Linked DNA regions of Mus musculus: regions 1, 2, 3, 5 and 6 are each linked to region 4. A link is a contact called in public promoter capture Hi-C data. All regions are on one chromosome and are shown on one strand. Each heading gives the region's core, a stretch centred on a gene start, on an enhancer-like site or on the middle of the called end of the contact. The rest is flanking DNA. Distances are from core to core; before and after follow the strand shown. Region 1 overlaps Cadm1 (cell adhesion molecule 1). Region 2 holds the start of Atp5l (ATP synthase, H+ transporting, mitochondrial F0 complex, subunit G). Region 3 holds the start of Cadm1 (cell adhesion molecule 1). Region 4 holds the start of Bud13 (BUD13 homolog). Region 5 holds the start of Il10ra (interleukin 10 receptor, alpha). Region 6 holds the start of Trappc4 (trafficking protein particle complex 4).

What was found. Promoter capture Hi-C pulls out the DNA fragments that hold promoters and counts their contacts.
Region 1: a promoter capture Hi-C map of liver shows a contact between it and region 4, with 2.2 times the contacts expected there. The contact joins the enhancer-like site here to the promoter of Bud13 in region 4. A contact is called at or near these places in 5 of 39 promoter capture datasets (embryonic stem cells, liver, second pharyngeal arch cranial neural crest and 1 more) and 1 of 115 datasets of contacts at active chromatin or transcription factors (astrocytes).
Region 2: a promoter capture Hi-C map of pre-B cells shows a contact between it and region 4, with 2.7 times the contacts expected there. The contact joins the promoter of Atp5l here to the promoter of Bud13 in region 4. A contact is called at or near these places in 2 of 39 promoter capture datasets (liver and pre-B cells) and 1 of 115 datasets of contacts at active chromatin or transcription factors (astrocytes).
Region 3: a contact with region 4 is called in a promoter capture Hi-C map of hippocampal neurons, with 9 times the contacts expected there. The contact joins the promoter of Cadm1 here to the promoter of Bud13 in region 4. A contact is called at or near these places in 10 of 39 promoter capture datasets (cranial neural crest, embryonic stem cells, frontonasal cranial neural crest and 5 more) and 3 of 115 datasets of contacts at active chromatin or transcription factors (astrocytes, embryonic forebrain and stem cell-derived neural progenitor cells).
Region 5: a contact with region 4 is called in a promoter capture Hi-C map of pre-B cells, with 5 times the contacts expected there. The contact joins the promoter of Il10ra here to the promoter of Bud13 in region 4. A contact is called at or near these places in 2 of 39 promoter capture datasets (pre-B cells and stem cell-derived epiblast-like cells) and 1 of 484 Hi-C or Micro-C datasets (B cells).
Region 6: a promoter capture Hi-C map of pre-B cells shows a contact between it and region 4. The contact joins the promoter of Trappc4 here to the promoter of Bud13 in region 4.

Annotation. Positions count from the first base shown.
Region 1 is chr9:47,634,355-47,639,141 of GRCm38.p6, forward strand. All of the region lies in intron 1 of Cadm1 (cell adhesion molecule 1), which reads left to right. Among named protein-coding and RNA genes, the nearest start is that of Cadm1, 110 kb to the left of the region's middle. Within about 2 kb of position 3,142, at least 10 of the 459 cell types and tissues checked have an H3K27ac peak or open chromatin away from gene starts, as enhancers often do. A contact at or near this core is called in liver, where this site is marked.
Region 2 is chr9:44,918,752-44,923,272 of GRCm38.p6, forward strand. Atp5l (ATP synthase, H+ transporting, mitochondrial F0 complex, subunit G) reads right to left here and starts at 1,991. Exons shown (of 3, transcript NM_013795.5): 1 at 1,859-1,991. The coding sequence starts at 1,910. It overlaps Gm30934 (a long non-coding RNA gene), which reads left to right and starts at 1,976. Exons shown (of 2, transcript XR_379340.4): 1 at 1,976-2,366; 2 at 2,477-4,521. Ube4a (ubiquitination factor E4A) reads right to left here. Exons shown (of 21, transcript NM_001346698.1): 21 at 4,376-4,521.
Region 3 is chr9:47,526,914-47,531,649 of GRCm38.p6, forward strand. Cadm1 (cell adhesion molecule 1) reads left to right here and starts at 3,439. Exons shown (of 11, transcript NM_207675.2): 1 at 3,439-3,592. The coding sequence starts at 3,460.
Region 4 is chr9:46,280,580-46,285,480 of GRCm38.p6, forward strand. It overlaps Bud13 (BUD13 homolog), which reads left to right and starts at 2,433. Exons shown (of 10, transcript NM_146000.2): 1 at 2,433-2,594. The coding sequence starts at 2,452. Zpr1 (ZPR1 zinc finger) reads left to right here. Exons shown (of 14, transcript NM_011752.2): 14 at 459-2,064. The coding sequence ends at 593.
Region 5 is chr9:45,266,076-45,271,004 of GRCm38.p6, forward strand. Il10ra (interleukin 10 receptor, alpha) reads right to left here and starts at 3,074. Exons shown (of 7, transcript NM_008348.3): 1 at 2,931-3,074; 2 at 1,025-1,145; 3 at 380-567. The coding sequence starts at 2,997. It overlaps Mir7086 (microRNA 7086), which reads right to left and starts at 632; the gene lies at 568-632.
Region 6 is chr9:44,405,653-44,410,222 of GRCm38.p6, forward strand. It overlaps Trappc4 (trafficking protein particle complex 4), which reads right to left and starts at 1,896. Exons shown (of 5, transcript NM_021789.2): 1 at 1,475-1,896; 2 at 1,152-1,326. The coding sequence starts at 1,649. Rps25 (ribosomal protein S25) reads left to right here and starts at 2,062. Exons shown (of 5, transcript NM_024266.3): 1 at 2,062-2,105; 2 at 2,336-2,431; 3 at 3,034-3,217; 4 at 4,302-4,400; 5 at 4,494-4,570. The coding sequence starts at 2,103. The coding sequence ends at 4,396. Ccdc84 (coiled-coil domain containing 84) reads right to left here. Exons shown (of 11, transcript NM_201372.4): 11 at 4,511-4,570.

The DNA of each region.
Region 1 (4,787 bases), core at 1,892-4,391, 1.4 Mb after region 4:
GGAAGATTAACTCAGGGACCATTATGCTTGTCAAGGTGTTCCAGGTCACAGGTCTAGTTCCTTCTTCCTTTTCAGCTCCGACTTTTCATCAAGATGCCAATAACAGTGAGTCTACCATGTGGGCAAAGGAAGCCTGACTGTGTACCTGATAGCTCAAGTGTCTTTGAGACTTAGAAATCTTGGAGACCAGGCGCCGAAGGATTTGTAAAGGAATCTAAACTGGGTTTAAGGAGGCAGCAAACATCTCTTTGAGCTTACTAGCCACAGTAGAAAAGCCCACTTGAGGTAGGCCTAGGTGTGGTTTCTTAGGTGGCCTCCGAAGAAACTCTGGACATCTTTGAACTGCATGTTGGGAAAAGAATTCCCTTGTTTCTTCAAGGATGAGATTCGCTCAAATAAGTAAAGAATGTTAAAGCCAAGACTGTTTTATCTCCTGCAGGTCTTTAAATACTTGTCAGGTTGTTGAGTTCAGAATTATCTAGCAATCTGGCTTTGTAAACAGATGGGCACTTTTCACCAGGAAGCAGAAGCGCACTCAGTCTGATTTTGAAAGTGAAAGTTAGTTGTGCCCAGTTGGAAGACATGTGAGTCTGTAAAAGGTTGGGGAATTACATGCCCCAGTGTTTTAGCTTGTGGGGTTTAACCCAATGGCAAGGTCCCGAGGAGAGGCTGGGGCCAAAGGAAACCACAGTTCATTGCACATTTAGAGATTAAAATATCTCCAAATTAGTTCCAGTGATTCATTTCAAATTATTTTAAAAGCCCTTTATATTTTAATCAGAGTCTATTCAGGGCCAGTTAATTTGGATAGGACATTCTAAAATTACTTCCCCCAGTGATGTTTTGTGCCATTGCTGTAGAATGCAGAAAGCCCATGAGAGAGGGGACCTGGGACATAAGTACCATGGAGCTGTTGATCTTTGTGGAATGTTTTCTGGTTTAACAGTGGCAGTGATTTTGTACATGCTGCCTGACTTAGCTAGGATAATGAAGAATGTTCTTTGTAGAGAGAGTGGCTGCTTTCACAGGCAGCCCAGAGCCCACCACATATTCAGGGAAGCCTGGGCGATGTGGCCTGGCTCTTATGTATCTGAATCTAATCTCTAACAGCCTGGGTACCTCAGGGTCTTTATCCACCACTTTGTCCATCTTCCCTGCAGTTAGTAATGAAGTCCCTACATAGTAAATGCATAGTGCTTTTCCTCCACTACTCATGCAAACAACAGAGTACAGTGACTTCTTGTTACGTTAGAGGAGAAAAGACCCTGGACTAAGTGGATCCTTTCATGATTCAAATTGAACTTTCATATTCTTCAGTCCCCCTTCAAAGATGGTGAAACTCGGTGTCTGTAAAGAAAAGTCTGAATGAGGCTCCAGATGGATCTGGTGCTGAGTTCAAGCCCTGGTTTTCCTGATGGCTGGCTTTTGTCTTCCGCCCCACTTGCTTGGGAAGAGGCCTGTGTGTTGGCATTCTGTGCGTTCACGTCTAGACCCTCCATTGTGGAAAATGGCTTCTCCTTAGAAGCTATTCCAAGCTAGAGGGACCAGGAGTGGGCACTAATTAATATGTTGTTGGAAGATAGCAGCATCCATTTTGGGATGTTGTATTACCTACCAGTTACCAGCTTTTTGCAGGAACTGACTTGGGAAAGGATGGCAGGATGGGCTTTCTCGTTGTGCAACTGAGGAACAACTGGTAGTCAAGGACTTTTTGGCAGTTGGCTAGAATCTCATTTTAAGGCAATAACACACTCAGAGTTGTATTCAAACACTGAGATAAATGCAGCAACCTAAATTCATGGGTTTTGTTTTTTTCCATCATGTAGCTAATTATTGAACATAACGAGGCTTATTCATAATTTCTTTTCTCTTGCTTGATAGCCGTAATCCTGTATTTGTGCTACTGTCATTCCCATGGTAACAGACGAATGTCTGAAGCCCAAGATTATTAAATACAGAGCAGTACATTAAAATAATGTGAAGGTTCTGACTTACAGAGAGACTTTCACACTGGGGCAAACTTCAAAAAGAGAATACTTACACAAAAAGCAATTTACTTGGCCAGTAATGGTTGGTATTCACATCGCTATTATGGAAGAGATTTGTTTGAATTATAGCCTCTCTCTTCCCAGACCATCATCTCCTCAGGCTTTGCAGCCAAGTCTTAATCTGGTGTTTATGATGTCAGCCAGTTGCCAGGGGAGTTTTTCTGCCACAAATGTATTGTGACTTCACTGCATGATAGAGGCAGAAGAGACTGGAGGGTGGAAGCGAACTGCCAAGGTGATCTTGGGTGGATCTGTTCTGCAGGGTAATGCTTTCTTTCCCTTGCATCCTCTTTAGAAAATGTGTAGCCAAGTGCTGCTTCCAAAGCTTGGCCCTTCATAAATGCTGTTGAAATGACCCAAAGTGACAAAAGCCAACACTGAGGAAGACGTGACCCCAGCCGGACCATAATACTTCAAAAGTGCTCATAATTTGTTTAGTTCTATGCTCCAGTAACGAAGCACATGCATTTCCGAGGCATATAAATTGGTAAACCATACCACCCCCCCCCTCTGCTTTTCCTGTGAAGGGATCTGAGTTTTAATTGAATCCTATTACAAATCCAAGGCCTGTGCTTAACCACACCCTCACCGGTCGGTCACCCATGAATGTGAAAGCCTGGCCAAACCTAGAGGTGTCTTTGAAGCCAAATTTTGTGATGTTCATCAGCGCATTTCCATTATGGTCTCAGGGGCTCCTTCATCATCTGGTATCTGGGACATCCTCCCATTTGGATGGCATAAAAATAATCTTACTCTTCCAAAAGATAAAAAGATCTCTGTAGATTTAAGCTAAGTGCACAGGTGGTGCTGTGCACACTAGGAACACGTTGACTGCCATACTCTCATATAAATGGGATGCATACACCAGAAGTGGTTTTCAAAACCATGTAAGTGTAAGAAGAACTTGAGCAAGAAAATGCTGTCTGGTGAGGAAGATATGCAGGCTGTGTTTAAATAGTACCTGTAATTAGAAAACTAACTGCACCAAGCCTTTATATTAATAAAGTTGAAGTTGCAGAGTCTAGGACGGTATCTTCCAGCTCCCTCTTTTTCCATCGCTGAACGCAATACAAGGTTTTAATGACCTTTGCCTTATTTGCTTTTCAAGATTTAAGGTCTGGCATGGGACATGTTTTCCTCAGTGTTGGCTTTGGCCACTTTGGTTCATTCACACATTTACGAAGGGCCAGTCTTTGGAGAAGTATCACTCAGCTAAACATTTTCTAGAGAAGATACTCGGTAAAGGAAACACTGCTCTGCAGTGTGGTGGTAGTGTAGCCTAAGCAAATTGACATTCTTCAAACATCTCTTTCTAGTTGCTGCCAATTTGTCACCTTGGAGCCTGCATAAGCTTGTTTTGGGTTTGTCATAAGACGCCCTTTCTCTTCTGTTCTCTTTCCCAAATCAGCGTCCTTCTTAAAGAGGTGCATGCCAGCACATGGTGCTATTATACTGTACACTGAAGACAGCACACTGTACCTTTATAATGATCGTCTCCGCGTTTTGTTGAGGAAGCTTCAGAGTGCGTGGAGCGGGTGTGGAAATGACTTTCTGTACAGAGAGCAGAGACGTTGCATTCGGCTGCTGATTATCTACTTCGCTCCTGCTCCCTGTCAGTCTCTGAGCTCACTCACATTTATGCGAAGATACCAACATGAGGAAAATCTGGGTGTGAGGGAGGGAGATTCAAAAAAATGGTACTGAGTCCTGATTTTTTTTTTCCGGAAATTGTTATCGAATAGTTTGCGGGTGCTTTGTCTGGGCTTTGGGATTTAAAAATAATCTCCAGGTGATTCTAGTGTACAGATTAGCTTGTCCAGTTGCAGGTTTCTGTGTTGCTATGGCTGCCAATTGAACTCAGGGCAAGGGAACCCATCACAGGTGCCCTGGACTTTGTGCTTTGGCTCTGACCCTTGCTACTTCAGGGAGACTTCCCAGAAGCCCCGTTTCCTTTCTTGTGCTCACACCATGGAAACAGTCATCAGATGATTCTGACACTTTGTTTCCTTGCTCCCGGACGATTAAAAGAAATGATCATTAATTCTGACTTCCCCTACGTTTGTCTTTTTAAAAAGAGCCTTTAAATTTTTAGAAGACTTTTTTATTAAGGCTGTGAAACAGAACAGAAATCAATAGACGTGCAACAACAACAGACCCCACAGGCTGGGAAGGGAAAGCAAGCGTGGGATCTCGTGCTGGTCCCTGGGCTAACACTGGAGACTGAACGTTCACTTTCTGACACTGGCTTCCACACCACTGAAGAGCTCTGTAGTGTGCTCAGCCTGCATGCAAATTGTTTTCCTTAAGCTCTTTATCAATGATATGATGACATTAAAAGAAGAGTTTAATCATGTTTTGTTTTTCAATGTGTAACGCTAGAGGAGACAAGAAAAAAGTAGATTTCTTCATCTCATAAAACCAAGTCCATTGCAATAAAGTTCTGACTAAAACTTAGCCTAGCGGTTTTTCATTTATCTTGGTTATTGCTTTTCACGTGTCTCGTGGTTCTTGTAAGCACAATTTTCCCTCTGGAGCTAGATACAAAGCAGAGGTTATAAAGAGAAGGGTTGGGATCGCGAGTGTCTTGCTTCTGATGTTTAGCCTTAAGAAATATATTTGAGCTTAATAGAAAAGTAATAAATAGGTTTGCTTGAATTTTCTTATGTTGGTTTCATACTCTCTTTTGCCAAATCTATGGCTAGCCCTGAAAGCTTGAATTAGACAGAGATCTGAGGTAAT
Region 2 (4,521 bases), core at 741-3,240, 1.4 Mb before region 4:
CATAAGTAAAATTTATAGCTTAGTTAAGGGAAAAGAAAAACAAAACAAAAAAATAGACTTTCACCTTTCTGGGGGAACTATGATAATAATTACTGACTTCTTTCTCTAGCTACATGCCCTAGGGAACTGAAAGATCTAGTCAGTAGTCAGTATCAAATACTTTAACATTCACACTTAATACACCAGCCTGGGCTGGAGAGATGGCTGCTCTTCCAAAGGTCCTGAGTTCAATCCCCAGCAATCACATGGTGGCTCACAACCATCCGTAATAGGATCTGACGCCCTCTTCTGGTGTGTCTGGAGACAGCTATAGTGTACTCACATACATAAATAAATAAATCTTAAAAAAAAAAAAGCCCCAGCCTATGCTGCAGAGCACAGTCTACGTAACCTTCTGTTCCCTCAGAGCCCTCAGGTCTCAGTACTTCTGGCAGAACAAGTTATCTTACAGTTACAACAGTGGAAAGGTTTTATGTTGTTTCTTGACCAAAGTTTACCTTGATAATGTCTTTCATTTTGGATTTCATCAATAAAATCAGTTTTAAATTTCTGAATACAAGCTACCTAAAAGATGCAAAAGTCATACGGCCGGAAAAATACTCTCTACGAAATATTAAAAATAGCACCTCAAACCATCAAAGTCCAAACGTCAAAGCCTTTTGGTTGTATTGGTGTAAAAATTGTAGTACGTTGCTTCAGATCACCTAATGATTTTTTACTAAGGAAATTCTTTGGAAAACAGCTATTGGCAGCCTCAGGTTCCATAGGAAGGAATCCAGTATTTATAGACTCTGGCTGGCACTTTAAGGGTTTAAATAGCTCACTAGCTGGTGATGAAGGGGAGAAAAAAAAGAATTACTAAATATGCAAACAGGTTGGAAAGCTCAAAATTACAAGTTTTTAAAATTCCACCTCAGAGGGCTGGAGAGATGGCTCAGCGGATAAGAGCACTGGCTGCTCTTCCAGAGGTGCTGAGTTCAATTCCCAGCAACCACATGGTGACTCACAACCATCTGTAATGGGATCCAATGGCCTTCTCTGGTGTGTCTGAAAACAGCTAGTGTACTCACATAAGTAAAATAAATAAATCTTTGAAAAAAAATCCACCTTCAATTCACATTTCATAACCAAATTTGAACATTTGGAAATAGGACCTTCAACCACTTAATACAATACAGAAAAGAAGAAATTGTAAACTTAATCTCCTGCTTCAAAAATACAGTAATTTTCTACTCAGAAGAGAACTGTATCGATTGAACATACTGCTCAGGCTTATAACTACTCAGTGTTTATCTGAGAGACCGCGGTCTATCAGAATTTTCAAACAAAACAACCTCACGAATGCCAAGCCAAGGTTCTGAAGACGACTGCTGACAGGCGTCGCTTTCTGTGCTGACTGGGGAGGGGATATTCACCCCTACGTTCCAAATTCCCTTCATCGGACGCAGAATTCTCTAGGCTCTAACCAGGATGGTAAGCAAACATAACTTTCAAAGATCTCTCACCCGTCTTTAAAATTTCTGATGGCTTTCAAATACTTCGCTGAGACGCAGACCAGCTATGAGGTCTGATGTGTGACCTCTCTCTCCCCTGTTACCGACCTCCCTTCCCAACTCTCCCGGCACGGTAAGGGGGCATCACGGCGTTCGCGGCGGAGTGAGGCCGGGCAGAGTTACACGACCCACTCGCTCCCCGGCCGAGCTAGGACCCTGCAGCTTGTGAGCTCTAAGCAGCCGCGGGCAGGCCAGGCGAGGCTGCGGCCTTACAGTGGCCTCCTGGAAGCCCTCCCGACGCCCACGGCCCCTTGGTGCCGCAGCACAATCCCTCCCCTCGCGAGCCTCTCCCGGGCTGCGCTCACCGGCTACCATCGACGGTGCCTTCTCCGCGAAGTTACGGATGAACTTGGCCATGGTCTAAGGTGGAAGGTACGTCTCCCCGAACCGCCGGCTGAATGTCACCCCCGGAAGGACCCGCGGCAGGACCCCTTCCCCATTTCCAAGGTCAGGCTGCCCCTCTCTGTGCCTGTTCAAAACATATAGGTATTGATTCCCTGTTTGTGGCATCTCATTAGTCAGTTTACTTTGTTCACTCCAAGTAAAAACCTAGATATAAAAAAAAATGAGGCGCGATAACACGTGAAGAATCCTGAGATTCCTCAGGGAGCAGGCATTACTTGGGACAGCTATTCATGTTGGTCCGGAAGATCGGTGAAGTGGGGGAAATGCGCATGCGTTATTGGTTTTCTTGGCTTGATCGCCACATTAGCTTGCGGCAGTTTTATAGCTTTTCAGAAAACATGGAAAACGAGGCTGGAGGGCTTCATAAGATGCTTGTGGGCCTATACGTTCGCTTTAAAGGCATAGCAGGTCTGAGGTCAAATAGGAGCTTTAAGGGGCCACATAGGCGTTACATTATGTGACTCACCCATTCACCGACTTCTTTAATTGACTTTTTATAATTCCGTTTTCCTCCGCAGCCAGTATCAGAATTGGGATCCAATCCGGTTTTTCAAACAAGCCAGTAGGAGCTGTGCGGACAAGAGGAAGAAAGTCATGTGTGTTGAGGGTGTTGCACTGTGCCAGGCATTTTGTAATTTGGTGGAAGCATGCTTTGGGCATTATCCCCTTAGAGACCAAGATTCCTAAATAGTCATAGAAGGAGTCAGTTGCAAGATAAATACGCAAAGGAACATAAGGTTAAGCGTGGTGCTGATCTGGGAAGGCGTAGAGATTCTTGGTGTATAAGAAAATATACAAATTCCAAAGGCTGTAACTTTGACATTATGAATGAAAACAACAAAAACAAACCAGGAAACCCAAAAACTATGTAGGAAAGTAACATTTGATGAGGAGAACAAGTTCTGGAAAAGCCCAATCTTTAGAAGAAAAACTGAGGGGCTGGAGAGATGGCTCAGCATTATGAGCACTGACTGCGCTTAGGTTAGGAGTTCAAATCCCAACAACCACATGGTGGCTCACAACCATCTGTGATGAGATCTGATGCCCTCTTCTGGTGTGTCTGAAGACAGCGACAGTGTACTTACATATAATAATAAATACATCTTTTAAAACAAAACAAAAAAAAACCTGAAGTAAAATTCATGGGGTGGTTAGAAAAGTTAGAAGTGGGATCAAGGAATCAGTGAGGGAGAGACATGCTGCCTTAGACAGTGAAGTCAAATTAAAGCAGGAAAGATAACCTGAAACCCACATTATACCAGCATACAGGAGCCTGAAGATTGGAAGTTACAGGCCAGTCTGGACCGAGGTAAGACAGGCCAGCTAATTATGAGTATGAACATCTGTGACATTAACTAGAAAAGGTTTCAAACCCTTAGAAACCAGATTGCAGCAATGAAGAAATATGGAAGCAAGAGAATATAAGTCAGACAACCCAAGAGGAAGGTGGAGCTCAGGAGTCCAGGACAGGGAGACAGCAAAGAAGGCAGAGGAGTTTGTTTGGGAATGGTGGGACCTCTTCCTTAAACGGGGTGAAGGGAGAAAAGTTTCCAAGTGAGGAGTCTGACACATGCCACCTGTGTGAAAAGGGAGTGGTGAGCAAGGCTACATTTCAGAGTGTCTGAAGGACACAGAGAAGAGCAGAGAAGGGCAGTGGTGGAGTCGACTGGTCTGTGGGCTGTACAGTTGCCTGTAGTTTAGGTAGCAGAGGGTAATGGTTAAATTAACCTAAGCTGAGATCCTGCATGCCACAGGTATGGGAATAGAATAAGGACATGGTGGCAAAGTATTAAAAGGTCTGTTATTTAGGTTGGATAGTGAAGCCATAAAGGAACTAATTAGAGTCTAAGCTCTTAAGACTTTCTCCCGAAGACAGCCGGAGGGTACCTCTAGAGCAGTGGCTCTCAACCTTCCTAACGCTGCCACCCTTTAATACAGTTCCTCATGTTATGATGACCCCAGCCATGAAACGATTTTTTGTTGCTCCTTCATAATGTAATGTTGCTGCTGTTGTGAACTGTAAATGTGTGTTTTCTGATGGTCTTAGGTAACTCACAGAGAAGCACTGCTCTGAAGGTCTTTAGTGAGGCGTTAGGTCAGCCAGGTGATACACATTTGCTGGCACCCTGCCTTTGAGAAACTGGCAAAACCCACTAGGTTTTCAGAAGGACTTGTGAAACTGTCACTCATCTTTTCTTTCTGTGGTAGTGGTACTGGGATTGGATTTAGCAATGTATGTGCTAGGCAAGCTCTACCAGACTTTCCTTTGAAATGTCTTGATGAGATGCCTGGACTGGCTTTGAACTCACTAGGTAGCCTTGCCCTTCAATTCTCTGTCACCAGTAGTGGGAATTCCAGGCACACACCACACCAGGCTGCCACTAGCTTTCCGTACGGCAATGAAGAACTAACAAGGGTGGTAAGTCAGGTGCTTATTTATTAAATACAAGTTTTGAGCACCCTCCCCCACCCACCCCCACACACAGGCAAGTCTGACAAAAAGTAACTTTCCTGGAATGTCTCAAATACAGTTGTCTATTGAGTTTGATTTCAGTTTAACCTT
Region 3 (4,736 bases), core at 2,189-4,688, 1.2 Mb after region 4:
GCAAAATGTTACTAGTTGCCATTAATTATCTCTGATATATTTCCACAAACATGAGTCTCCTTTAATGCTTATTTTTTATATATGTTTATCCACATTTCTCAACTGTTTTGGTGATAGCAAACAATATTCTCTCTCTCTTCTCTCTGGTTTCTCATTAAAAGAGAGAGAAAGAAAAGAAAACACACACCTCCCCCATACCCACCCACCCACCAACACACCCACCCACTCACACACACACCCACACACACACACACACACACACACACACACACACACACACACACACACAGAGAGAGAGAGAGAGAGAGAGAGAGAGAGAGACTAGGGCTTTGGTACTTCTGGCACTTCGCTCTAACACAAGTTGTGCCCAGATTGTAATTCTGATAAGTATTTCAGTTCTTTCTTGAAAAAAAAATTAAATTCACAAAACAATTGATTATCAGTTATAAATGGCAAAAACACCATCTGGTTTTTAAAATTGGTTCAATCCATGTAGCGAGGGGAAAATGCTGGAAGTTGTTCCTGGCGATGAGTTCTAGTCCGCGGAGCAGAAAATGACGCGCTTTACTATGAGAAAGCCAGGCTAGTCATAACTTGTACTTAGCGGCTGTGGGAATTTGATGCGCTCCTCACATGTTCCATATGTTAAAATGCTTGGTGACATCTTTGGTGTGAAAGTGGGGAGGGGGTGGAAGGGGAGTACGGTTAGGGGATAGAGGAACAACAGCTTGCTCTGTCCAGGAGTCTCACCTCTGGTTCTCAGGAAGATCCTGGTGTGGAAGAAGAGGCTATCAGTCCTCAGTTTCCATACCTGGTAAAACTGGATGGGCTAACTTCCTCAACTTCTCCATGGCAGGTGGCATTTCTGAGGAAATTTTTAAAGGCGTTTGCATTCTTCCAGTGAGGTAAGCCACACAGCATTGGCATTTCCTATAGAAATGTCCCATGTTGTTCTTTGCCAACTGGAAATTTGAGTAGGTGTTCATTTGATGTGCCAAGAGAATGAAGGGAGACGAAAACACTCCACATCTTCCAATGTCCCCCATACTGCGTGCTGAGAGTGGGAGGACTCGGGCCTGGCTAGATTCTCTTGGAGCCTCAGCCTCAGGAGCAATGCTTTTCCTTAGGAGTCTGCTGCAATCCTGTTATTTTCAAAAAACGTTTCTGGGTTGCTGGCATATTTTCACCTTATGTTAAAAATACAGCTCTCCTTTGCTTATTATTCATGCATCATGATGTGAAATGTATTCCTTCACTTAACACATATTTATTGAGGCACAGTGCAGCATCGTGGTTAGTTGTGAAGGCTCTGCCTCTCTGTCTGCAATTAGAAATTGTGATTTTTTTTAAAAGGCTGGTGCTTAATTTTTCTAACCATGCTATATTTAAAAAAATGGGGAAAATAAATAGTATCAATTTTGAAGGTAGTTTCAGAGACTAAAGAAGATTGTGCACAAGAATTTCTTGATAAGAACTCAAGGTCACAATAGTCCTTTGTTAACTATAAACTTGATATCAGCTCAAGGTCTTTATAGTAGCAGTACTATAAAGAATAGTGAATATTGTTGAGTGTCCGGCTCTGTACTGTTGTGGCTGACATATAGGATCTGACTTTGCAGTCCGTCCTGTCCTGTTGTCAGAATAAACAGTCTCTGAGTTTTTCATTCTGATTTTGGTAGAAATCTGCTTTGTATCACGTCTAATCTAGGTAGTTTCACTTCTGGCTTTTGCAGACTGGGCATTATCCTGGCGGTCACATGGTGTTGGTTTTCTGCCTCGTATACTGTGATTTGCCTACTGGAGCTTTCTCCACTTCTGGAGGACTGCTTGCAGTTCGTGCATTGGGGCCTGTAATTACAGAGCAGAAGATCCAGGGATGTGGAGACAGGGCAGTTTCGAAAATTAGTTTATGCATAATGGATAATATGAGGCTGCTTTAATGTGTAACTCATTTGATGGGTTGGCCGATCTTAACTTCCTTTTGATATTTATTTATTTATTTTTAATTTATTTGCAACATGAGGACAGAGGGCTTGGTACAGCTCTTCTAGACTATAGTTCAGATTCAGCAATTTACATTCAGTAATCTCTTGGTCATTTAGCCACATATAATTTGTCATGGTTTGTTTTAGCTGTTGTGATATTGATATTTATTATGCAAATTGTATTTCCTACATCTTATTGTTCTGCATTCTATGAATACTTAAATTATTATAAACCTTTACACTTAATACGGCTCGTCCTTCAATTTGATGCTTGAGCAACAGAGGGTCAGAGCACACACGGTCTTCTAGAGGGAAAGAAAATAAGTAATTAAAAGGCAGACAAACAAGAGAGCCGGCTGCCTTGTTGAAAAGAAATCAAAGATAATTTCGGGGAGGGAGGAAGTGTGTCCAGAGATGCATGCAAGTCCCGTCAGCGGGAGAACCTCTCTGAGACACAACTAAAGTGAGGACCTGTTGGTCTCTAGATGCCTTAGAAAGGACTGGAAGCATAGGAGAGAAGGGAATTGAACCGAGCCCTGGAAGAGGAACTCGACTGACTCTATCACTGCCTCGGTTCCCTACATTCCCTTCCCCACGACCCTGACCGGTAGATTTTTTTTTTTTTTGCTTTTGTGTGCGTGTAATCTTAAATATTCCATATTACTTATATGCTATAATCTACTAAACATGGGAAGGACACTTCCAACAAGCTGGGAAGCCTGAGCACACCCACCTTGATTTACCTTTCCCCAGAATCTACAGCCAAACATCCACTTGAAAATCCCAGAACCCCGACTCCACAGCTTCAGTCTTCCAACTATCCCCTAGTCTGCCGCTAGGCTGTTGAGCGGGCTCTCCTGCTCCGCCGGACGTGCAAAGCACGCATGCACTTCTCTCAGATTGTTTTGTCAATCCGGGGACCTGCATTCGCACTCTCCACTCCCGGGTTTCCCAAAGATCTTATTCCTTCGTGCAAGGTGAGGGAAAGGAAATTTTGTAACGTATGACTTCGATAGGCCGATGCCCACGCAGTGCCCCGGCCCAGGAATCTCGCGGTCAGACTCTCCGACCAGGAGTCCGCCGCGGCGAGTGGCGTAAAGGTTCCTAGTAAAGGTGCACGAAAGCGAGAGACCCGCCTCCTGAAGCCGCAACCCCCTCCCCAGCCACCGAGCCGGACGCGGGCCAGTACAGGTTCTCCTCCTTCGGGGAAGCGAGGCCGAATTTTAACGTAAACATATTTGCATAGGCCCCGCCCCTCGGCCCCGCCCCTAGGTGGCGCGGGCGCGCGGCCGAACGCTAGCGCCAGGGGGCGGGGTGGGGGAGGGGGCTAGTTCTCGGAGAGCCGGGTTGGGCTCGAGGTGCCACGATTGGTCGCTCCTGACTCCGCCTCCAGCGCATCTCATTAGCATCTCATTAGCTGTCCGCTCGGGCTCGGGAGGCAGCCACCGCCGCCAGTCTGAGGCAGGTGCCCGACATGGCGAGTGCTGTGCTGCCGAGCGGATCCCAGTGTGCGGCGGCAGCGGCTGTGGCGGCGGCGGCGGCGCCTCCAGGGCTCCGGCTCCGGCTCCTGCTGTTGCTCCTTTCGGCCGCGGCACTGATCCCCACAGGTAGGTTGTGGGCACCCGCGGATTGGTCCCGAAAACCCCCCCGGGCACCCCCAGGAGCCGTAGCTATGGAAGGGGGGACGTTTCCATGACAACCTTCCCCCACTTCCTAAATCCAAAGCGGCGGGAGCGTGGCAAGGAAAGTCGGGGCTGCGATGGAAGGGGCCGAGGGGTCGGCGCCCCTTCTCTCCTATCCGCCGGCTGCGGATGGGCGCCCTCAGGGATGGCTGCACCCACACCTCTTCTTCCTGGCGTAGCGCGGGGTGCTGAGTGGAGTGGGCTCGGGGCCGGGGGCTAGCGCGTGGGGGGAAGGGGAGCCCTCGGAGGCGCCCCGAACCTTCCGGACCCTCCGAAACTCGCTCTCGTCCCTGGAACTTGCAGGTCCTCCTGTGTCCCTGGGCTAAGCTTTCGCCCCCTCCGTTCCAGCTCGCCCCCCCGATCGATTCTCCATTCCCCGAAGCTTTCTCCTTCGCGGGTCCCCAGGACATCCCCACCGTCGTGTCCTCTTCCCGGCTTGCCCGCGCTCTGCAGCCAGGTCCCCCGCCCGAGAGCTCTGCACGCCTCTCGTGTTTCCCTCCAGCCGAACGCTGCCCCTCGGCCCCCTCCGCTAGGCTGCGGGTCGGCTTGGCTGGAATCCAGGCAGGGAAAGTTCCCGGCTCGGGGGCGGCCGCTCGTCGCCGCCGCTGCAGGAGGGCTCTTGGAGCCCGCAGGTTGTCCGCGCCACCGAGGCCTCTGCCGCGAGTGGGGATCCGGGATTTCCCGGCTGCGCGTCCTTCGGGCAAGCGGCCCGCAGGTGGTGGCGGGGGCGTTCGCGGCCTCTGCGGCCCGGCGTGCGCCCTGCGGGCCTCGGGGCGCTCCCCGCGTGGCCGGCCGTCTTGAGAATCTGCCCGGGTGGCGGCGGCTCGGCGAGCGCCGCGCCTTCCCTGAAGACGCCGAGCGCTTGGCAGGAGCCCCGCGTGTGGCTGCCCCGGTGCGGGGCGCGTTGGCGCGGTCGCGAAAGAAGAGGGCAGTGTTTGCATTTGCTAACAAAAGGGAGCCGGAGCTCTTCCCCACCGGAGAGGCCGGCCGCGCTGCGACCGCCTTCCCGCCACCTCGCCGCTCTTGCCCGCCGCACGGTGTCCCCGTGCTGCTGTACCGCCTGCCGCTG
Region 4 (4,901 bases), core at 1,183-3,682:
ATGAGCACTGATGGGCCTGGCAAAACTGGCCTAGTTTTTCACATAATTAAGATCATTGTGGTCCCCCTCCCTCAAAACCTTTTTTTTTTTTTTTGAGACAAGTCTTTGTTATGTAGCCTGGCTGGCTTTAAATTTGTAATCTTTCTGCCTCAGTCTCCAGAGTGCTGAGATTATAAGCAATCACCAACTTTGGCTACATTTTTTATAGGAAGGCCCATATATAAAAGTACTTAGAACTGGGGGTTAAACACTTGTATGCATGTACAGGGGCTTGGGTTTGATACTAGCATACACACACACACACACACACACACACACACACTTTTGCAGAATGTAGCCGTGGGCTCTAGAGACCCTGCAAATCCTGTGCATTTCTTCGGAGGTTGAGAGTCAGCCGTGGGAGGGGATGGCGGGCTGCACAGGCGCTGACCGTCGTCTGTCTGCTCTTGGCCCTGCAGAATGTGTATGCACCTGAAGACGATCCAGAGATGAAGGTCGAGCGGTACAAACGCACCTTTGACCAAAATGAGGAGCTCGGGCTCAATGACATGAAGACAGAGGGCTATGAGGCGGGCCTGGCCCCACAGCGGTAGCAGTGGCCAGCTCACTGGCCAGCTACAGTGCCACTCACACTGCAGGGTTATCTGTTACTGTGGGGAACTGACGAGGAGTGCTCAAGCCCTCGTCCATGGTGAAGAGGTTACCACTTGAGTTAGAAATGTAAGCACCCAAGATTAGCAGCTGACGGACGAGGCAGCTGCAGCCCTACTGTGCTCCTTGACCTTCTTTTGGAGGTTTTAAAGTCGGCGTGAGAAGAATCCCAGAAACACCAGGCGGTCTGCCATCACCGTTTGCCTGTCAGCTCTCTGACCTCCAGTGCTGGACCTTTGAAGTCTGGGGAAGTGAAATACAAGTTTCTGCTGGCTCTGGGCATGTGAAGTACTGACTCAGCAGGGAAGGATGTCGGAGGGGCCGAGCAGGCACAGGTGAAGACGCCACATTAAAGTGATGGCCTTTAAACGACACCCGCCTCTGCGTTCATGTCCTTACTGATTACCATGTGCTAGACTAAGCTGGGTCACACTGAGTCACACTCAGCTCCGAGGAGACTGAGGACAGCTTGGGCCATGCAGTGAGAGTCCGTCTTCATGAAAAGAAATGAGGAAGGAAAAACCAGTTTAGTTTCCTAAGCAAATCTTTCTTGAGGTGGCTGCTGTAGAGGCAGCATTTGATTCACTCCAATAGGCCATCCTGTCTGCTCTGAGCCAGGTACACCTGTGTGGAGTCTAGCTGTTCTCATGCAGCTTAAAGCAGTCTGGAAAAGCAGGGTGGCACACACCTTTAATCCCAGCAGAGGCAGGTGGTTCTATGAGTTTGAAGCCGATTTGGTCTACAGAGGAAGTTCCAGGACAGCCTGGGCTACACAGAAAAACCCTGATTCAAGACAAAACGAATTCAAACTGGATAACCAGCACCATCCTTGTTTGGCCTCTGCTAGCAAAAATTAGAGCCAGGCAGTATGAAGATGTGTGGGTTCCTGTACTTACCCGAAAGTTCTTATTATCTATAAAGGAGGCTAATAAAACTGAAGGGTAGGTCATGGTGTCCAGCCACTTGAGAGGCTGAGGAGGAAGGCTAACAAATTCAGGGGCAGCTTAGGCAATTTAGATCTTCAACATTCAAAAGAGTGGGGATGTAGTTCTATAGAACTCCTGCATACCATGTGCAAAAGGCCTTGGGTTTAATCCTCGGTGCTGGATGAAAGAAAAAAAAATTGTGAGGGTTAAGTGAGAAGTCATAAAACACTTAACCCTTTATAGAAGAAACTCCAGAATCTTCCTGGTTTCTTTGCCACACTGACCACGAATCCATTTCACTGGGAAGAGTTTATATCATTTTTTAGAAAGACATATCAAAGGTGAGAAGGTCAGTACAGGTTTGATAAAAACCTATCAAACTTTTATAGTCACAAGTTTGACTTCCCCTAAATGGTACCCGGAAGCCTCTTCCAGCAGACTTCCCACCAAAAGGTATTTATAGCAATAAAAGTGATTGAAATTGAAACGTTTGGTACAGCGTCCATTATTAAAACGCTGCTCAAGAATGTGCCCCTAGTGGTACAGCTATGGTAAGTCCCACCATTCATACAGGTGTTCTTCCTTACTCTGGCGCTGATGCTGCCAGGGTAGGATCATGTTACATCGGCCTGTGGCTTCTCAGCTGAGACAGCGTGGGCTGCAGGCTGTTGCACCGATTCGTCGTCTCAGGAAAAGCACAGCCAGCCCGAGATGCACGCACTCTCCCCTGGAGCCTCTTAAGGCTCAAGTCTTTAAGTCCAGCAGTTCAAAAAGTCCCCGTCCTAAAGCTTCCGCTTCTGGCTCCACCCCTACCGTTTCGCGTTGAAGAATTTTGTCCCCCACGCCGAGCTGTTGCCCCGCCCTCGCCGCTGCCATGGCGGCAGCTCCGCCACTCACCAAAGCTGAGTATCTGAAGCGTTACTTGTCTGGGACAGATGCTGGCTTGGAAGGAGGTCCCGAGGCCGGTCGCAAGCGGCGCAAAAAACGGCCGAAGCCTGGAGGCGCTGGCGGCAAGGGGTGAGTGGACTGGTGAGGTGTCGCGCTGCCCGGTGGCGCCCTCGGCCGCAGCTCTTCCTCGTCCTGGCCCGCGCGGTGCTGCCGACCCCGGCCCGAGCTCAGGCCCCGCTCCACTGCCCCGGGGCGGGATTGTAGCTGCCACTGGCAGCTCAGACCTCATCCTCTGAGCAGCGCCTTCCTTGTGTTAAAGGCAGCTAGAACTTAACTCACTTTCTCCCCGCGTTTGTAGCTTACGTCGTTCCATGTACAGATTGAAAGTCGTGTCCAAGAATAGCAAAGCTGATTCAAACCTTTTTCTTTCTCACTTTATTTCTCTCTTTCTCCCTTCCCTTCTCTTTCTTTCCTTCTTCTTTTTCTCTTCCCTCTTCTTTCTTTCTTTCTTTCTTTCTTTCTTTCTTTCTAGATCCAAAAATCTCTTTCTGAGGGTTCCAAAGTGCCAGGAACTGATCTGGAATCAAAGACCCATATCCTATTACTCACATCTACTACTAACAGTAACAACTAAAATGGGAACAGTTCACATCCTGTGCCTGGCCTCTTTCTAAAATAGTTGACCATATAGCTTTCAGAACATTGTAATGGAGCAGACATTTATATTAAACACTATACTTCCAGATTGCAAAGAGATGTGCTGAGACAGAGTTCAGATGAAATGTCCATTAGTAACTTGGCCACTGGAATCTGGAAAGGTTGGGTTAGGATATCCAACATCAACCTACAGAACAAAAGGAAATGTCTGTATTTGTAGGCTTTAGAGCAGCAGCCCTAAGTTTAGCAGCTTACTGAAGGTGCTATTTTGGATAGAAAGTTGAAACTCTGGGGGCTAATTCCATTCTCACACTCCACCCCCAGGTCTACTAAATGCTTATCAGCTTAAAGAGAGTACTAGATAGGATACAAAGTGTGGCTCACCCTCTCTGTGGGGCAGTATCATGGTCTAACAGTATTATTACCGTATGGTCCATTGAACTGGGTCGAATTAGTCCCTCATTTCCACACTTCTCTTCATTAGAGCTTGAGCATGACCTCATTTATAGATGGAATCTTTGTGGTGTTACCAGTTAAGATGAGCCTATATTCAGTTAAGGTGGTGTTGAATTCAGTGTGGCTGATGTCCCTGGAAGAAGGGGCAATGGCATGCAGGGGGAAAGTTTAAGCTTTGGAGCAATACTGATTAGAATTAGAATCCTAGCTGTGCTACTTATAGCCTGAGTGGTCCAGGGCAAGAGATGTTCATCTCAGCCGGGCGTGGTGGCACACGCCTTTAATCCCAGCACTCGGGAGGCAGAGGCAGGCGGATTTCTGAGTTTGAGGCCAGCCTGGTCTACAAAGTGAGTTCCAGGACAGCCAGGGCTACACAGAGAAACCCTGTCTCAAAAAACCAAAAAAAAAAAAAAAAAAAAGAGAGAGATGTTCATCTCTCTGAGCCTGAAGTCCCAGCCCCTTACTACTTGTCTGAAATGGTTGTTGTGATTAAAGCTGTGTCATGTGTTCCTGGCATTTCAAATAACCTCCTCCTTGCAGCACAGTTCATCTGTGTGGCACACATTTATTTATTGGCTTGCCACCACCTTACAGTAATTGGGGCACTGGTTCCTGAAGCTCAAAATGATACACTATTTTCATGTCAACTATTCACATCCTCTTTAAATCATCCTTAGATTAATTACTTAAAAGCCCACTACAGCTTAGGTAGTATGCCAGTAGTTACGTTATATAGGCCATTGTAACTAAAGAAAGTCTATCTGTTTAATACATTGGCCATTCCTTTTCCCCTGGTTGAGTTTGCAGTTGTGAAGTCCATGGGTGTGGAGGGCTGAATACCTCCTGTGACAGTTGTGTTGAAGAAGCCTTGATGAACAAAAAATGTATTAGTCAGCAGGATATGGTGGTAAAAGTCTATAATCCCAGCACAGGGGAGGCTGGGCTGGAGGATAGAGAGCTGGAAGCTAGCTATAGGGAACAACAACAAGAAGAAGGGAATAAATAAGAGAATGCCTTAGCCCTTGGCTGTTGGAACTTAGAATTTAATGAGAATATGGGCTGATAAATACAAATGAAAGCATTCTAAGAGTGTGTAGAGGTATTTCTACTCTGGGAGTAGGAGACAGTGAGCAAGAAAGATAGGTCCAAGGAAGTTATTAAAAACCAGGGTGTAGTGGCTATTCCTGGTTGTCAACTTGACAATATTTGGAATGAACTACAATCCGGAATTGGAAGGCTCACCAGTGACCCTTATCTTGAGGCTTGGAGATCCTTATCTGGATCTTGGTTTGGAGATCTTGAGCCATAGTGGCTATGGATTCC
Region 5 (4,929 bases), core at 1,824-4,323, 1.0 Mb before region 4:
TGGATTTTTTTTTTTCATCAGTACATCTTCCAGCCTCAAAGGTACAAGCTGGGAGATTCTCTCTACGCGGGGCCAGGCCTCATCTGAACTGTGTCCCTGAGTGCTCAAAATCCAGTGCCTCATCCTAAACTCGACAAGTTCATACATGTGGCTTTCATGACACAGACACCCCACCCATCCCAAGACCTCTCGTATGGAGGATAAACAATGTCACTTCCCTTTAAAAATCTCAGACAGATCTGTTAAGGCAGTCAGTTTGCTGGCCAGGAAGTCTGGTGACTTTAAAGTGGTGAGAACAGACAGAACAAGCCCTAGGCTGGAGTTCCTGGCTGGAACTGTCCCGGAAGGCCATGTTCTAAGCCCAGTAGAGGCAAAGCACCTTCATCCACTGTGAAGCGAGTCTCAGTGGTGGTCCAGTTGGAGTACTGACTGTTGTCCACTGCCCGGACTCTGGCCCGGTAGCCATAGCTTCGGTGATACAGATCCAGGGTGAACGTTGTGAGATCACAGGACAATGCCTGAGCCTTTCTACAGATATGGATGTCATTCCAGGTTGAGTTTCCGTACCTGAGGAGATATCAGAACGGACACTGAGGGAACAGCTTGTGCCCAAACCTTTCTCCTCTTAAGAGGGGAGGGAAAGGCCAGGCAGAACGTTTCCTTAATGACAAAGGGAACAGTCCTCAGGCCCTTGGCCAAGGTCTCTGTTGACATCCATGTTCTAGAAAGCCCCTGGGTGGGAATTTAAGTAGCTCATTCCCCCCTAAGACTGTATGAGCCCACTCTGCAATCCCCTGTTTCCTTTCTTGTAGTTAGGTTTATGAATGCTTTTCCAGAATACCAGGAAGCCCTCCAAGCCAACAGCTGCTCACCTTAGGGGTCCCAGCACATTGCTCAACTCATATGACACTCAAGCAAGTATGTGTCAGAGTCCCTTTTAGTCTCATTTCAATAGTAAGGTAGCCACCTAGTCGTCCCCCCCCCCTCCCGCCTCCATTTGGTCCCCCTGTGCCTCTTTCCTTACTGTTTGAGGGCCACTTCATAGTAGGTGCTCTCAGACTGGTTTGGGATAGGTTTCCAGTGGAGGATGTGCTGGAAAAATCTGGCTTCAAACCACACATAGGAAGGGCTTGGCAGTTCTGTCCCTAGGGGAAAGAATTCTAACACTAGAGAAAGCAGAGGTACCCGGGGGACTAGGAAGAGGGTGGTGAAAGCCGCAAGAGTACTTTGGGAGGGAGGGGCTGGGTGCTTTACATATATATGTTCGGTTTAGTGATCACAGCAGCTCTGGGCTCTAGACACATGCCGAACTTAGTGAAGAAGAAATAGAATCCCAGAGAATCAGATAGTTGGCCCAAGGCCAGTGGAGCCAGTAAGGGGCATGGTGGTGGTCTATATCCAGAATGTGTCTGAATCCAAAGCTAGAGTCTTGTCTTTCTATGCTTGTGTGATGTGGGATGAGAAGCCTCACAAGGGACTGACAAAGGCAAGTTGGGTCTGTTACATTCCAGGATAATGGCCAGGAGTGGCTCTCAGATGAGCCGGTCCCTGGCTCTCTGGCCAAAGCCTGTTCCTGTTCTAGCGACATTCCAGGACTGAGTTCTCATCCAAGCCATGACCCTTGACCTTATCTGGATCCGTAGGCACCCTGCTTGTCTACACAGACATCTTGTGGTCCAGGCACAGGGTATCCCCACAGTCCCTAGTTTCTAGGAAAGCTGTAGCTCAGACATGGACATCAGTATAATCAGATGCCTAGGCGAGCCTCAAATGGAGACAATGAACGTCAGCGGTCCAGCCTCCTGGCCTCCTCGAAAACTCAGCTGTGAAGTACCTGTAGTCTCCCACTCTATTAGTTCTAAAGAGCTGACACAGGAGCCTGGAGCTAGCAGCTTGCCAGTATGACCAGGAGCAGAGGAGTGACCCCCTTGAGATCCTCTGCCCTTTTTGTAACAATACAATAAGCATTCCTATTGAATTCTCCTGATGAGTTCTGCGGGCTTAAGTGTGTTGCAAGGACAATAGCCCTTGTTCCTCTCCAGCCTTCTTGACCCTTTAAGATGTCTCCTCTTGAAGGCAGCTCTGCAACACTTTCCTTCTCCAAACTGCCAGCTCTCTGAGAGTCACAGTTCTCAGTTCTCTTTCAGTGACCCTGTCATTCTCAGAAAACATACTTGTCCCAGCCCTTCCCCCCCCCCACCCCTTTCTTTGAATCTCAAGGTTGTGTTTCAGTTGCAAAACTCTGAGAGGGGGAGTGAAAACCTCAGCCCGTGTTTGTGATGTTCAGCGGGGCACATCCCCAGTGCCTCTGTAGATAACATGACTGACTGTGCTCTTTTTACTTTGAACTCCTGTAAAAGTGTGTTTTGGGGTCCCCGGTCTTCGTACTTCTGTGCCACTTGGTCCCTCCAACTCTCCACTTTTTCATTCTCTCCTGGGCTACAGGAACCTAGCCTGAGCTGAGGAGTGGGTAAAGTGTGTGTGTGTGAGGGGGGTGGGCAGCAGGCAGCGGAGATGAATTGTGGGCTAAAGACTAACAGGGTGGTCGGGAAGGGTGGGCAGAAAGAAGGGATGGGGTGAGATGGTAGGGTTCAGGGAGAGGAGCCTAACTAAGAAGGGGCACGATCAGACCCACGGAAGAACCAGAACAGCCGAAAAGTGAGGGCTAAGTTATGGATTGTCCGGAGGTGGTAGGATAATGATTTGAGGAACAAGGGTACGTACAGGACGGAAACTATAGGCTTTACCCATCCATCGCTGGCCACTCCCAAACAGCCACAGTTAATCTTAGCCTCCTCCACTTAAACAGCAGGTGAGCCGGAGACCGTTTTGCCAGCATGAAGGAGCTGGGGCGGGACCCCAGCCCATCCAAGCAGATTCTCCCGCGAATGTGAACTTTAAAGCAACAGAGCGAGCGCTGGGGAGCCTACCGTATGCAATGAATTCTAGGCTCAGGCTGGAGATCGTGACGAGGAATGGGAGCAAACGCGACAACATCCTGGGCGCACAGCGGCATCGTCCACTGGAGCCGGCCTTTACGCCTCCGGCCGGCGGCGTCCTGAGAACTGAAGACTGCCGCTGGATCCACAGGGCCAGCTTGACATCAACCTGAAGGCGGAGCCTCGTTGCTCCGCCCTCAGCCCACGGAGCTTGGGAACCTCCGCAGGAACCTCAGCAGGCAGCGAAGTCTAGCTAGTTCTGGGGCATTTGTCTCAAGGTGAAAGAGCAGCTGAGGCTTTCTGTGGCTGGGCTCTTAACTCTCACACCGACTGGACAGCCTGTCTCCCCTCTCCCTCCCCCTCCCCTTCCCCTTGCCCCCTTCCCCTCTCTGTTGTAGCAATTGGAATTACTGACTGGGCCAGGAGCAAAGCACAAGCGTGCAGGTACATGTGTGAAAGTCCTGGGACCTCTATGCAGGGCCCTCTGCTAAGCCAACAGTGAGGGAACGTCCCTACCTGACTCTTGGTGGGAGTCCATGACACCCCCAGGCCCTTTAGGTTGTTCTTGCCCTAAATCTGCAGGTTAGAAGTGTCAATAGGCGCCTTGAGGGACCTGGTATCACTCAGATGCCTCTTCAGTGACCAGGACATCTGTCTGCCCTCCAGTGTCACCAAAGATGTTAATTGTGTGAGAGACCAAGCTTTGTCCACCTGACTTATTGGCAGGTGGCGCTGATACTGTGAGTATGTCACTTACATGATTTTCAGGGATCTAATTGTGAGGTGTACAGCGCCCGTGGGGTCATCTGCCAGGTACATATTCATGCTATCCTGGAAGCCCTGTTTTTGTTCTGAGGAGGCACAGAAGCCAAGGAAGGGCTGGAGTCACTAGGATGCCCTTGCTCTCAAGAAGTCACTTTCTATTCCCCTCAGAGCCTACCTGTCACACGGAAGACACTACTGCCTTGAGAAGGCTTGGCCAGCCATCGGTCTGCAAATTGCATGATTCTCAGTGCCAATACCAATCCTGCCTCCCATCAAATTAGAAACTGACTGAAAACAGTATGAGGTATTTGTTAAATTTTTCTTTTTCTTCCTGGAAATTGGATTGGATGGTTCTCCGGTGTGAAGTTCGTAGATGACAAAGTACTGTTACTATGTCAAAGATTTGGGCAACCTCTGAACCTGGAGAAGGACCCTCCAACTTGGGGGTGTCAGACACGAGCACTGCCGTCGTGACCTGAGAGCTAGTGATGCACACCACCCCCTTGGCTTGTGGAGACACAAGCTTTGTCTAAACACCGTGGGAGTGGATAGTGCTATGTCCAGTGGCCTAGACAGAGGATGCCAAGTGGAGTGGGATCATGTTCTGTGCCGAGGGAACTCACTGGGAAAGGTGCTTGTCTGTGAGGACTGGGCTGCCCTAGCTATTCAGCTAGTTGGAAGTAATATCTGTGAACCATAGCATCGAGCACACACACACACACACACACACGCACACACACACAATCAGTGAGAACCACACTCAGGGATACCCTCGTCACTGTGAATACCCTCATGTCAGCCATGTTGGAAAACTTCAGACTTCTTAATGTGGGAGGACTTTGTTTTAATTGCTGTTCTGCACTGCCCATCCTTCCGCTGGTAAAGCACATATACTGCTTGGCGTGACACAAGTACCCAGGCGTGACGCAAGTACCCGGGCATGACTTCTTAGTCCCCGTTTACCTCTTAAAAAAGAGGACACTGCGGTGTTTCTTCCTCAGTTGTCTTCCTTTTAGTTTTTGGTTGAGTTATAAGAATTTTAAAGCCTTGCACCTTGGCTGTTTTAAGGGACGATCGAGATGGTTCTTCCACATACCAGAATTTACAGTCACAAGCTGATGCTGGCCAAAACCAGGCCCCTTCCTCTAGAAACCACCTTGCCAGAGACAGAAAGTGAGCGGAGATTTTAACAGTTTCTGGGAAGGAAAGTACAGACTAACAAGGG
Region 6 (4,570 bases), core at 646-3,145, 1.9 Mb before region 4:
GCTGCTTTATGTAGCAATAAAAACTAAAAATGGGCTTATGGAAGTGTATGAGTGTTTTTGCCTGCATGGATGCATGTGTACCACATATGTGCCTGGTGACTATGGAAGCCAGAAGAAGCCATCACGTCCCTTCCAATAGGAGTTGGTTGTGAGCCACCATGTGGATGCTAGCTCTCTGCAAGAACAGCAAACACCAAACCATTTCTTCAGCCCCAAACTGAAACATGTTATACTAAACGTGTTAGCTAAAGCCAACATGCTACGGAATACGTACCTTATTAGTTCATGGCTACTGCTATGTCAACACACCTTACACTACAGGCAGTCACAGGAAGACTTTCTTTCTTTCTCTTTTTTTTTTTTTTTTTTTTGAGACAGGGTTTCTCTGTGTAGCCATGGCTGTCCTGGAACTCACCCTTATAGACCAGGCTGGCCTCAAACTTAGAAATCCGCCTGCCTCTGCCTCCCAAGTGCTGGGATCAAAGGCATGCGCCACGCCCGGCTACAGAAAGAATTTCAATGTCCACTTAATTTAATTATCTAATTAAGTGGTGGTGGTGGTGATTGGCACACGCCTTTAAACCCAGCGCTTGGAAGGCAGAGAGAAGTGGATCTCTGAGTTTGAGGCTAGGCTGGTCTACAGAGTGAGTTCCAAGACAACCTAGTCTTCCACTAGCAGCCTTTGGATTAAGACATAGAACTCTCAGCTCCTCCTGCGTCATGCCTGCCTGGATACTGCCATGCTCTCACCTTGATGATAATGGACTGAACCTCTGAACCTGTAAGCCAGCCCCAATTAAATGTTTTTTATAAGACTTGCCTTGGTCATGGTGTCTGTTCACAGCAGTAAAACCCTAATACAGAAGTTGAAGAGAAACCCTATCCCCCCCAAATTTTTTTTTTTCAAAAATTCAATTACCTTATGTTAATGATGAAGAAACTAGGGTCAAGAGGACAAGACCTGACTGGGCAAAAATCAAACTACCTCAAACCTGGCTATAGTTGACATTTCTTCATAAAAAGAGTTCAGCCACTTAAAGAGGTACACAGTAATTGTACCTCTTTAAGTACACAAAGAAACACTTTAGCCGGCCTAGAGACAGATGCACTAGTCAGGGGAGGAAATGTTTAAAAGGGGTAGGGAAACTTACGAGTGGAACATCGAGGCCAGCATAAGCTTCTCGTTAGAGGTAAGGCGGGGCCGGCCGAATCGGATGGAAACCGGGTAATTCGCAGGGTTACCCAGATACTCCAGCACTTCTTTCCCGTCAGCCGTGTACTTGCCATTCACGTCCATGCCATTGATGGCCAACACTGCATGGCCCACTACAAGAAGAGTGGCTAAGGATCAGAGATGGCCCGGGCCACTCCCCGCCCCGCTTACTCCCACTCCCATTCTTTCACTCTCACTCCCACTCCCACCCCGCACCAGCCCACTTCCGCAGCGCCAGCCCCGCCCTCGAGCCCGGCCCACCCCGGATGCCGTCGCGCTGGCCGAAAGCGACCAGCACGCGTTCGTCGTGCAGTTTCAGCAGCAGGTCCAGCGGGTAACTGAAAGTCTTCTCAGCCTCAGCCCGTGGCGAATAGCTGTCCCACTGGTAAATCAGGCCGCCGGCTTTGTTCACCACGTACACGCTAAAAATCGCCATCACTGTGCTACGGATAGGGTACTACGATCCCGCCCCTTCCAGGCGCTCCAGTCCCGGAACTGGTGTCATAGCCTCGCCTCTGCTCTCCCTCCTGCGGCCCTCCCCCCTCCTAAAGCGCACGCGCAAGCCAAGGCCCCCATTGCTTTAACAAACACATTTCTGGGAACTGGCCTACTGTATTTCTCAGTGACAGAGCAGAGAATTAGTGGCTGTTGGGTGACCCGCAGCAAAGTGCAGCAATTTTACGACCAGTCTCAGAGTTTGCAGGTTGGAAGTCACGCCCCCTATCCCATCCCACAAGAGGCGGAGTTTAGCCAAGACGTGGCTCCACCCATTGCCCCGGAAGTACTCTCTCGAGGCAGAGGTTTCTGGGATTGTTGGGCCACCGGGCTTCCTTTTTTTCCGACATCTTAGCGAGGCTGCTGTGGTCTACACGACTCTCTGAGCTTCGCCATGGTAAGGCCCGCGAGGGTTGAGCAGTGGGGTTCAGAGGATCGGGCGGTGCTGGGGGGAGGTGGAGGCGACCCTACACGGACTGCTTCGTGACCCGCGGGCCTGCCTCTCCGGGCGGCTGCCGCCATCGTGTCCATGTGCTCCGGCGGCGGCGCCTGGGTGGGTGAAGGGCTGCGATCGGGGTGCATGGGACCACCATGTGACTGGCCTGCACTCCCGCTTTCTTCCCCTAGCCTCCCAAAGACGACAAGAAGAAGAAAGATGCCGGAAAGTCGGCCAAAAAGGATAAAGACCCAGTAAATAAATCTGGTGGCAAGGCCAAGAAGAAGGTAGGCGATAGCTATTTGTAATGGGAATCTGTGGGACCTGTCGTGAACTTGTGCTGTAAGTTTTTCCCCAGATACCGAATTCTAAAATCACATAGTCACTTTAAGAATACAGTGGTGTAATACTTTTATAAAGTAATGGTATTAAACCTTATTAATGTTACGACCCTTTTAAGATGGTTCCCCTTTTGACCACCAGCTGTGAAATTACTATTTGTTTTTTCAAGATGGGTTTCTCTGAATAGCCCTGACTGTCCTGAACTCACTCTGTAGACCAGGCTGGCCTCGAACTTAGAAATCTGCCTGCCTCGGCCTCCCGAGTGCTGGGATTAAAGGCATGTGCCACCACTGCCCAGCTCATGAAATTATTTTTTTTTTTATGAAATTATTTTTGTTGTTGCTACTTAATAGTTTTGCTACTGCTATGAACTGTAAGGCATATGTCTGGTCTTCAGGGTATCTGATAGCGACTCCAAAGTTGCCAATGCAATAAGCCAAGAAGTCTCTAATTTCCCTGAGATGATCGTGACAGAGCTTTCTCAGATGCTTGATGTTAGGGAGCAAAGGGATGGTTCTGACTGGTTCTCATTTGTTTTGATGAGCAGAAGTGGTCCAAAGGCAAAGTTCGGGACAAGTTGAACAATCTTGTCCTGTTCGACAAAGCGACATACGACAAGCTCTGTAAGGAGGTTCCGAACTATAAGCTTATTACTCCAGCCGTGGTCTCTGAGAGACTGAAGATTCGCGGTTCCTTGGCCAGGGCAGCCCTTCAGGAGCTCCTTAGTAAAGGTAGGTGATGTGCCCTTGTTCTTACCAGTGCATTGTCTTGTTGGGAGCAGTATGACTGGAAAGACTTATGAAGGATAGACTGACTTCCAGAGTCTTAAGTTTTAGTAACTTCAGTGTCCTGCATTCCTTTGCAGTCCTTGAATTCCTGGCCCTTTTTATTTATTTATTTATTGCTTCTCCGTTAATTGGGATTAAAGTCCAGAGTACCACCTTGCCTTGTTATTTTGGAATGCCATCTCACTTTGTTGTCCGGGCAAATTATTCTCCTGCCTCTGGTGGGATTTTTTTTGTTTGTTTGTTTTTTTGTTTTTCGAGACAGGGTTTCCTCTGTGTAGCCCTGGCTGTCCTGGAACTCACTCTGTAGACCAGGCTGGCCTTGAATTAAGAAATCTGCCCGCCTCTGCCTCCCGAGTGCTGGGATTAAAGGCGTGCGCCACCACGCCCGGCTTGGCTATAGTTTTAAGTACATAAACTTAGCAGATAGGATCTAGGTGTTGTTACAAGTATAAACTATGGTCCTTAACATAGAGGTGGTGGCCCCTTAAGTCTGTGCCAAGGATGTGGAAGAGTTTGTGTAGTTACTCCTGTAACCACAACACTTCCATGGCAAAATGGACTTACCCAGGAGCTCAGGCCAACTCTGCACGGCACCCGCTGTACAGCAGCGTGAGACATACTGCCTCAACAGGATGGAAGAAAAGACTGACTTCAGATAGGGTGATTCTCTCTACGTGCAAATACACTAAATTATTAGTAAATCCTAAAAACAGCTACATTGATGGCTGGCTTGTTGGTCTTCCTGTCCTAGACAGAGTTGGGATTAAGGGTACACGCTTGTGAGCCCAGCACACTGAAGGCTAAAAGGGTCAGCACCAAATCCCAGGCCGGCTTGGAAGTTAGAGTATGACCTGGCACCCTAAGAATTAAGGAGTTCTGTCTGGAAAAGAAATAGGAAATGTACACTTGGTATCTGCTATATGAGGAACTCTGGCATCCTTGGAGCTGGAGAGATGATTTCCTTCTCAGATACCAAATGCACGTGTGTAAGGCAAGAACCTTCAAACACTTTGAATTTTCTCCTTAGGACTTATCAAGCTGGTTTCAAAGCACAGAGCCCAAGTAATTTACACCAGAAACACAAAGGGTGGGGACGCTCCAGCTGCTGGCGAAGATGCATGAACAGGTGGGAAGAAAAGTTTCTTGGTGTAGAAGTATCACTCGTGCCCTTTATGAGATGTTGCGGTTATGACTTTGTTTTTTTTTGTTTGTTTTACAGGTTCAATCAGCTGTACATTTGGAAAAATAAAACTTTATTGAATCAAATGAATGGGTGCATCTGTTTCCTAAGGCAGC